2 separate regions of the Sus scrofa genome follow, and region 1 is linked to region 2. A link is a contact called in public HiChIP or PLAC-seq data. All regions are on one chromosome and are shown on one strand. Each heading gives the region's core, a stretch centred on a gene start, on an enhancer-like site or on the middle of the called end of the contact. The rest is flanking DNA. Distances are from core to core; before and after follow the strand shown. Region 1 overlaps GRK5 (G protein-coupled receptor kinase 5). Region 2 holds the start of GRK5 (G protein-coupled receptor kinase 5).

What was found. HiChIP or PLAC-seq counts read pairs in DNA pulled down with a chosen protein or histone mark.
Region 1: a contact with region 2 is called in an H3K27ac HiChIP or PLAC-seq map of alveolar macrophages, with 5 times the contacts expected there. The contact joins the enhancer-like site here to the promoter of GRK5 in region 2. A contact is called at or near these places in 4 of 47 Hi-C or Micro-C datasets (alveolar macrophages, blood, fibroblasts and 1 more) and 2 of 2 datasets of contacts at active chromatin or transcription factors (alveolar macrophages and skeletal muscle).

The regions. Positions count from the first base shown.
Region 1 is chr14:129,205,176-129,209,485 of Sscrofa11.1, reverse strand. The region is part of intron 1 of GRK5 (G protein-coupled receptor kinase 5); the gene reads right to left. Among named protein-coding and RNA genes, the nearest start is that of GRK5, 93 kb to the right of the region's middle. Within about 2 kb of position 1,950, at least 24 of the 83 cell types and tissues checked have an H3K27ac peak or open chromatin away from gene starts, as enhancers often do. A contact at or near this core is called in alveolar macrophages, skeletal muscle and subcutaneous adipose tissue, where this site is marked.
Region 2 is chr14:129,111,147-129,115,600 of Sscrofa11.1, reverse strand. GRK5 (G protein-coupled receptor kinase 5) reads right to left here and starts at 1,668. Exons shown (of 16, transcript XM_001928584.6): 1 at 1,101-1,668. The coding sequence starts at 1,152.

The sequences.
Region 1 (4,310 bases), core at 701-3,200, 94 kb before region 2:
ATAACCCACTGAGTGAGGCCAGGGATCAAACCCACATCCTCATGCACACTAGTCGGGTTTGGAACCTGCTGAGCCACAACGGGAACTCTCAAAGAAATCCATTTTTTGTGCTCCTGGACAGGACCTCACCTTGGGTTCTACAGAGCCAGCACTTGTTCTTAAAGGTCATTTCAACGAGCCTGACTAGTATCCATGAGGACACAGGTTCGATCCCTGGCCTCGCTCAGTGGGTTAAGGATCTGGTGTTGCCATGAGCTGTGCTGTAGTTTGCAGATGCGTCTCGGATCCTGTGTTGCTATGGCTGTGGAGTAGGCTGGGGGCTACAGCTCTGATTCCACCCCTAGCCTGGGAACCTCCATATGCCGTGGGTGCGGCCATAAAAAGACAAAAAAATTAAAAAATAAAGATCAGTTCAAGATAACATCTCTCCAGAAAGAACTGCTTTCTTTAAGGGCTGTTAAACTCCTAAGGCAGTAAAGCCCACAGGCTACTTCTGCCACAAGCATAGGTACCTGAGGATGAACCAGGGCACCTGCGTTCCTTGCAGGGACCCAGGGAGAAGCCCACCACTCACTAGCACAGACCTTGGCCTCAGGCGCAGACCCCATTGCAGCGACCACTCACGGAAGACCCATGACGGCGCCTGGAGAGGTGGAGTGTCCAGGTGAGAACTTGGAGAGATTGAGTCCTTGCTAGGGTCCCAGGCCCCCCAGGACCCTTTCCCTTTGTACCTTCCCCTCCTAATTCCCATTACACAGCAAAGAAAAGAAGGGTCTGGCAGTTGGCCTTACAAAATCTTTCTCAAAAATGCTCCTTTAAAGAACAGACGTGTGGTTACCAAGGGGGAGGGGGAGGGAGTGCAATGGATGGGGGTTTGGGGATTAGTAGATGCAAACTATTGCCTTTGGAGTGGATAAGCAATGAGATCCTGCTGTGTAGCACAGGGAACTATATCCAGTCACTTGTGATGGAACATGATGGAGGAAAATGTGAGAAAAAGAATGTATATATAAGTGGGTCACTTTGCTGTACACCAGAAATTGACAGAACATTATAAATCAACTATAATAAAAAATTTTTTAAATGCTCCTTTAATTGTAAAATGGCCAAGAAGTGTGCTATTTGGCAGATTCGATTTCTACCCCTAGCAATTCCGAATCAAAGCTGAATGCACAAAGGAGCGTGAGCTTTCGGGTGAATGAGAAGGACATGGGCGTTTCCGTTTCCTATTGATGCTACAGCAAATTACCGCAAACGTCAGACTCGCTGGGCTAACACCTAGGGGTTGGCAGGCTGGCTTCCTTCTGGAGGCTCGAGGGGAGAAGCTGGTTTCCTGCCTTTTCCAGCTCCAAGAAGCTGCCGGCGTTCCTTGGCTCGTGGTCCCTTCCTCCATCTTCAGAGCCACAATTGCTGGTTGAGTCTTTCTCAAGCTGTATCCCTCTGACTTCTTTCTCTGTAGTCAAATCTCCCTCTGCCTGCCCCTAATCAGGATGCTTGTGATTACACTGGGCCCCAGGCTCATCCAGGCAAACGTCCACATCTCAAGAGCTTTTACTTAATCATATCTGAAAAGGCCCTTTACCCTGTAGGGATTTGGAAGTTAACGTCTCTGGGGGCCATAATTCAGCCTCCCACAGTGATGATTTAAACCACACCGTCCAGGGCCAGACTGTCCTGTGTCCTTCACTAGCTCTGTGACTCGGCCCATGAGTCAACCTCTCTGGGCTTCGGCTGACTCTTGTGGAACCTCACAGACACGGGAGTCATGAGCTGACACATGTGAAGCATTTAGCACAGTGAAGAAAGCTCAATGAGAAAGGGCTGTAATTACTCCCTCTTCTCCACCAGACTCAGAATTAATGGATGCCAGAGCTGGGTGGGACAGTGCTGATCACCCAGCCCTGCCTCTCAATGAACAGCTGGGGACAAGGAGGCCCAGAGGGGAGAAGTGAGTCATGCAGGGCCTATAGCATTTTCTCAGGCAAAGCCCCAGTACCTTCTCACGACCACCTGGCATAGGCTGGCCCAAAGGAGGATCCAGCAGGGGCAGAGGCCGTGGCCCTCCTGCACCCAGGAGATGCTGGAGGCCACTGCAGCCAGAGTCACACCAATCGGGAGGGAAGTGCTCCCTTATAGAACGTCTGTAGGAAGCACCTGCAGGTGCAGGGCCCCGGCCAGAACCTCACACCCGCGGTTCCCACCCCACCCACTAGGCTCAGGGGCCAGAGTCAGACGCATGTATCTTCCCCCGGGGGAGAGGTCAACAGAGCAGATCTCAGCCAGGGACAGGAGACCTGTGTTCGGGGCCAAGAGAAAGCACTCTGACGGCAAACGTCAGCGGGTCCCTTGCTTCCTTCCCTCTCTGCCTGACCTCGGGCTGGACACTCCCCCCCTTTGGGCCTCTGTCTCCACATGGGAAAAGTGAGGTCTGAGGCCAGATTCGTGATCCTCAGTCAGCTATCCCTGCTCCCATGGATTTCAGAGTTCAGGAAGAGCCGTCCACGGACACGAAGCGGAAGCTCGGGCCCAGCCTGCTCGGCCAGGTGCCGGAGTTCATCCGTGTGTTCGGCTGCGGCTGAACCGATGTGCTCGGAGGTGTCTGGGATTAACAACATGGGGAAGCAGTGACTCACCTCACACAGATGGCCTGGTGAGCAGGCAAAAGCCTGCACAGAAGGAGAGAGGTATCGCCTCGGGCCCTTGGCAGAAGCTCGACTAGGATCTACTGCATTCACCTAAAGAGGACTGTCTCACCCCGAAGGGTTCCCCTCCCCAAAAATCTAGCTCAGGCAGGCACTGCCCCCGATGGTCCAATTTCCCCACCATCACACTGGCTTCCAGCCAACACCCTCGAAGGCCTTCCCAAGGATCAAGAAAGGGCTTTTCCTGCAGTCTTGGGGGCAGCTGAGAGACTTTCAAACAGAGATGTAGGGGGCTGGCTTCCGGGGCCAAAACCAGGCCTTCCCTTGCTTCTTTGTGGGGAGAGATTTCCTGCCTCAGGGCCTTTGCACATGTCCTTTCCCCTGCCAGATACATACTTCCACTATCTTTTTTTTTTTTAATGAAACATTTGAAGCTCAAAGAGAATTTTAAAAATGTAAACATATATACCCACAGGTTTTGAGAAAATAACTCATTCATCTACTCTCTGTTGAGAGACTTGTGGGTTATTTCCAGATTTTTACCATCACAAATAACGCTGCTCTGAGCCCCCTGACACACACCGCCCCCACTTCTCCAGACAAGGTCTCAGCATCATGTCAATCCCAGAACCCCCTCCCTACCAATCCAAGAGCTATGTCTCCAGGTGTCTCTCCCACCGCTCCCCAGTCCTCCCTTCAAAGCATACTTCACAGTCTGTGTCTTCATTGGGTTCCTATCCAAGAAGACAGAGGCCATGTCCCTTTTGCTCACAGCACTCAGTGCCCAGGACACACTTCCAGGCACTCAGCAGACCTCGGGTGGTGTCTGCAAATGAGCAAGGGGACAGAGAATGAGTGAGCAGAGGGGTCACCCCAGCAGCAGACCATGTTGTGCTCCTGAAACATGACCCTGACACATCTTCTGCCTGCCCCATGCTCTGCCCTCAAAGGGACAGGAGAGGCCAAGAAGCCCCTGGGGAAGGGACCTTGGGTTCCTGAAGTTTCTGAGAGCCTTGGGCCCCAAACAGGGAGCCCTGGGAGCTAGCAAGCCAGAGGCTCTGGGCCAGGCCCTCCGTGCCAAGTGCAAGGCGAGGTTCAGCAGACTTTTATCTGGGCTTTCCCCGCTCCTGGAGGCCAGGAACCTTGTCCGCTCCACCACAGCAGGTTTGGGAAAAGCCCAGTGGTGCCAAGCAGCTGCACTGGGAATGCTGAGAGGTGGGCTGCGCTCGTCCTCATCTCTGGAATCCCTAATCCCTGCACGCGAAACACACCAGCCCCACTGCGGGCCACAACTGACCCTGCATCAGGCCAAGGAGAAGGCTGAGCAAGCTATCAATTACTTAGGGTCTCTGTTTTTTTGTTTAATTGGTTTTTTTTAGGGCTGCACCACCTACAGCATATGAAGGTTCCCAGGCTAGGGGTCGAATCAGAGCTGTAGCCTCCAGCCTACGCCACAGCCACAGCAACAGGGGATCCGAGCTGCGTCTCCAAACTGCACCACAGCTCACAGCAACGCCGGATCCTTAGCCCACTGAGCAAGGCCAGGAATCGAACCTGCATCCTCATGGATACTAGTCAGCTTCAGTAACTGCTGAGCCACAATGGGAACTCCAGGGTCTCTGTTTCCAAAGCTTCAAGACAAAGCGCTGGAAACGGGAAGCTGGGTGG
Region 2 (4,454 bases), core at 419-2,918:
TTCCCCCAGTATTCTTCTGAAGTCAAAACCATAGTCAGGCTGCGTTCTACCGTGGGTGTCAAATAAAGCCTCCTCCCATGAAAGGGAAAACCACTTCCCCCTTCATAAAAAGGCTGCACCCAGAGCTCAAATCTTGGTAAAAGAGATGTTACATAAATTCCAGGTGCTCCTAAATATGTATGTTTACCTCATGCAATCACTTCGGAAGCATCTAAGTTTCTGCGCCACTTTCTCTTTTTCTTTTCTCTTTTTCCCATCTCAAGGAAGAGTCAAAAAGTGTTTATATTCTTGACTTGGAATCTTACCCACTCCATGAAGATATTCCCTACCAGCCAAGTGCAGAAAATCTAATGATTTGCATCCGAAACGCATCAAGCATCAGCACACTTACCTTTCTCTTCTTAACTGAGCCAAAAAAAAAAAAAAAAAATTCACTTATCTCTCCCCCTCCCCAAAGGGGGAAAAAAAACCTACCCCTGAAATCCTTCATTATTTTCTAGGTGATCTGTACAGTCACTCTCTCTTGTCACTGTATGAACAAACGAATTCCTCAACATCTTACTTTGCCATTAAAAGGCTTCTTTCCACACGACGGGATTTCCCTAAGAAACATTCCCAGCGGATGGTTTCCAGCAATAGCCTATATCAACTCTGCCTGCGCAAGCAAAGACTTGGCTTCTGCTAATTCCACCCCCACCCCCAGCGCACACCAATTCACTCGCACAACCATCCTGGGCCGACTCGAAAAAGCTATTTCACTTGCATGTTTGCCCATCTCTTCCTGAATGAATGCTTTTCCAACTGACCTTTCAACAGCTGCCGAGATGGCACGATCTGCTAAGGTTAGAGCTGGAAACTAGGGGATATTTTAGCATCCTAATCCCTGCAACCTCAACGTTTCTCCTTCTCTGCCCAAGTCCAGATTCCCTGAGCACTAGGGCAGGAACCCTGAAGTGTTTGCAGAGCAGCTCTCTGAGGTGTCCTGCTTGCGACCAACTCACTGCGGGCATCCTGCATACTCACAGCCCCAGCCCACAAGCCGCCCGACACCCGCACCCCGGCCCGCGGCGAATGCGCCAGGCACCAGCCCTGCCTCTTACCTTCCCTGGCTTTCAGCAAGACCGTGTTGGCCACGATGTTTTCCAGCTCCATTGACAGTCGGCGGTCAGCGAGGAAGCCGGCCGGCGGGGCTGTCAGCTCCTAAGGGTGCTGCCGCTGCTACTGCCGCTGCTCGGGCTGCTGCCGCTGCTGCCGGAGCCGGGAGCAAGCAGCCCGCCTTGCCTACCGCATTATTCCGGCTCTTATCCCTCGGAGTTTTCCCCCTCTGCAAAGAGGAGCCGCCGCCGCCGCTTCTTCCTCCCTCTGTGTCCCCCCTCCCCCCTCCCTCAACTGTCTCCCCCCACCCCCCACCCTCCGCGTTTCTCTGTCACTCCATTCTCCTCCCCTCGGGCTCCCTCGGATGCTTTAATGCCTCGGATGCTTCTGCCTCCCCTCTGTCCCTCCCGGGGGTGTGGTACTAACTGGCTCGGGCGGCTGCACAGCGCAGGCGCCAGGATGGGCCGCGCCTCCCGCCTCGGCGCTCGCGGCGCGGGGCCTGCTGGGACTTGTAGTACCAGAGTCCACGAGCCGCCCTGAGACTTGTACTCCGAAGGCGGGCGCGGATAAGGGGTGGTCCGCGGCTGCGGAGGGTAGCGGGAGAAGCAAAGGCAGTCCGGCCGAGCCGGAGCCCCGGATTCGCACGTCCACGCCCGGGGCTCCGGCTCGCCCGCTTCCGGCCCTCCCGAGAACCCAGAAAGCGAAGAGCACGGACCACGGCGGCGGCGGCGGGCGAAGTGCTGCGGCCGGGCAGGAGCCGGTGCGGGTCCTGGGCGCCCCTCGGAGCGTGCCCGGGGTTGGAGGGAGGTCAAGCCAGCCCAAGCGCGCGCTGCACCCCCCTTCCTCCCGGTCACGCCGGGCCCACGCGGGGGCTGCAGCCCAGAGGCGGTGGCCAGGCGCGCCCGCGGGCCCTGGACGCGGCGACCGGCCACTGTGCGCCGTCTCAGACGCACACGCGCTCGGTTGCTGACAAAGGTGTACTTTGTTTCCTCCGAGGGCGCGAAGGGGTCTATGAGTCGGCGGCGACTCGGCACCGGCAACCGCGCAGCCCGAGCGCCCCCTGGCGGCCTCGGGGTGGATGTGCAGCGGCGAGTCCACGCGGACCGCGGCACCACCTCCTGGCCCTCTGCGCCTGGAACCTCCCGCGCTGCCGGGCTGCAACTCTCGGCGGGGCGGGGGGCGTGCATTCCGGCGTGGTAAGCGGCTGGTCCTGTTAATAACCTGCCTTCCAGCACCCGAGGCCCGCAAATGACCGCTCGTCATTACATGCAAACTCATTCCCATCAATAAAAACACAGATGGAATCGCTGGAGTCAGGAACGTTAATAAGAAACAGCACCCGGCCGGTATTGGGAATTAGTTTTCAAATTCTTTGCCTATTTATCTTGGGGCTCTTAGCGCTTTTCCACTGTATGTTCAGGACATCAGACCCCAGATCTGCGCTCAGCGTCCCTTGCTTCGTCTCAAGGCCCCCGCTCCTGGGAAATGGGACTTGGGACACCTGGGGTCTGCGATGAGTTATCCTCCAGTCTAGTTGAGGGGAGGGCTGGCCCTAAGGAACAATGAGGCCTTTGCCTCATCTGCATCCTGAAGGCCGGATATCCGTTCAGAAGTCGGGCCCCGGGCCTTCTGTGTCCTAAAGGAGAAAGCCTTCCAACCCCAGGGTTGCCTGGAAGTGGGAGGGAGGCGCCCAGAGAGAGAAAGGGAGAACAATTATTGTGCACTGGAGAAAACAAAGAAATGAATAGACTCTCCAGGCCTTGGAAACGTGGACGGTCACTGATTTAACAGCGCAGGATTGTCTTGTTTCGTGGTAGAGTGTACCCACCACCACCACTTCCTTGTATCTGCATATGGGTCAGTGGGTCTCCCTGGGCCTCACAAGTCTTGTCTGCAAAGTGGGGGCAATAACAGTTGGCTTGTCAGAAGGCAGGGAGCAGAGCAGATGACACCTCAGGCATCTTCCACTCTAAGAAATTATTCGAAGCATCCCAGCCTTGGCCTTGGCTTACATGTGCACCTGCCCAGAGCCCTAACTTACAGTGAAAGATTCTCTCAGACAGAATCCTAGAGCTGGCAGTATCTCAGAGCTCACCAACCAGTGGGCTAAAATTGAATACCTTTAGATGGCTAGTGCTCCACAAAGGCCTTCTCAAACTTTCTTGTGCATACAGATCACCTAAGGGATCTTAAAATGCAGCTTCTGTTTCATTTGGTCCAAGGTGGATCCTGAGAGTCAGCCATTTCTAACGAACTCCAAGCTTCAGTCAATCTTGCTGGTCCATGGACCACACTTTAACAAAGCTCAGCAGTTAACCATAATCTCCACTACTCTTTACTCTCTTTCTTTTTCTTTTCTTTTTTTTTTTTTTTTTTTTAAAGGCCAAACCTACCACATATAGAAATTTCTAGGCTAGGGGTCAAATCAGGGGTGCAGCTGCCGGCCTATATCACAGCCACAACAACGCAGGATCTGAGTTGCATGTGCTACCTACACCACAGATTGTGGCAACTCTGGATCTCTAACCCACTGAGCAAGGTCAGGGATGGAACTCGTATCCTCATGGATACTATGTCAGGTTCTTAACCCATTGAGCCACAGTGGGAAGTCCTCTATTGTCTTATACTCAGCCTAAATCACCAGTGATTTTTACCTATGTGAAAAATTTATGGACTACTGAGTTTGCAACCCTGGAAAATCCCTGCCTTCCCAACCCTCCTCTTCATTTTATAGATGCAAAATATACCCTTAGAGAATAAGTGGGTTCAGCATGGTCACTCAGCAAATGAAAGTCTATCGACTTCTCTCTCTGCTACCAGATAATACATACTGTCTACAAAATAAATAGCTGTACTTCAAGTATCTGGGCCTCGGAGTTCCCGTCGTGGGGCAGTGGTTAACGAATCCAACTAGGAACCATGAGGTTGCGGGTTCAATCCCTGACCTTGCTCAGTGGGTTAAGGATCCGGCATTGCCATGAGCTGTGGTGTAGGTTGCAGATGCGGCTCGGATCCTGCGTTGCTGTGGTTCTGGCGTAGGCTGGCAGCTACAGCTCCAATTCGACCCCTAGCCTGGGAACCTCCATATGCGCAGCTGCGGGCCAAAGAAATAGCAAAAAAAAATAATAATAAAGACAAGTATCTGGGCCTCTATAAGGAAAATAAGATATTCCAATACAATCATGGAATAATAATGGCTAGATTTTCTGGACACCAGCTGTGGGCCAGGTCCTAAGCTATGTGAGTGCTTTACATGGATAATTTCACCAAACACAACATTAGATGAGGTGGAAACATAGCTCCACTTTACAGATAAAGGTTCGGAGAGGTTTTATAACTTGCCAAAGGTCACACAATGA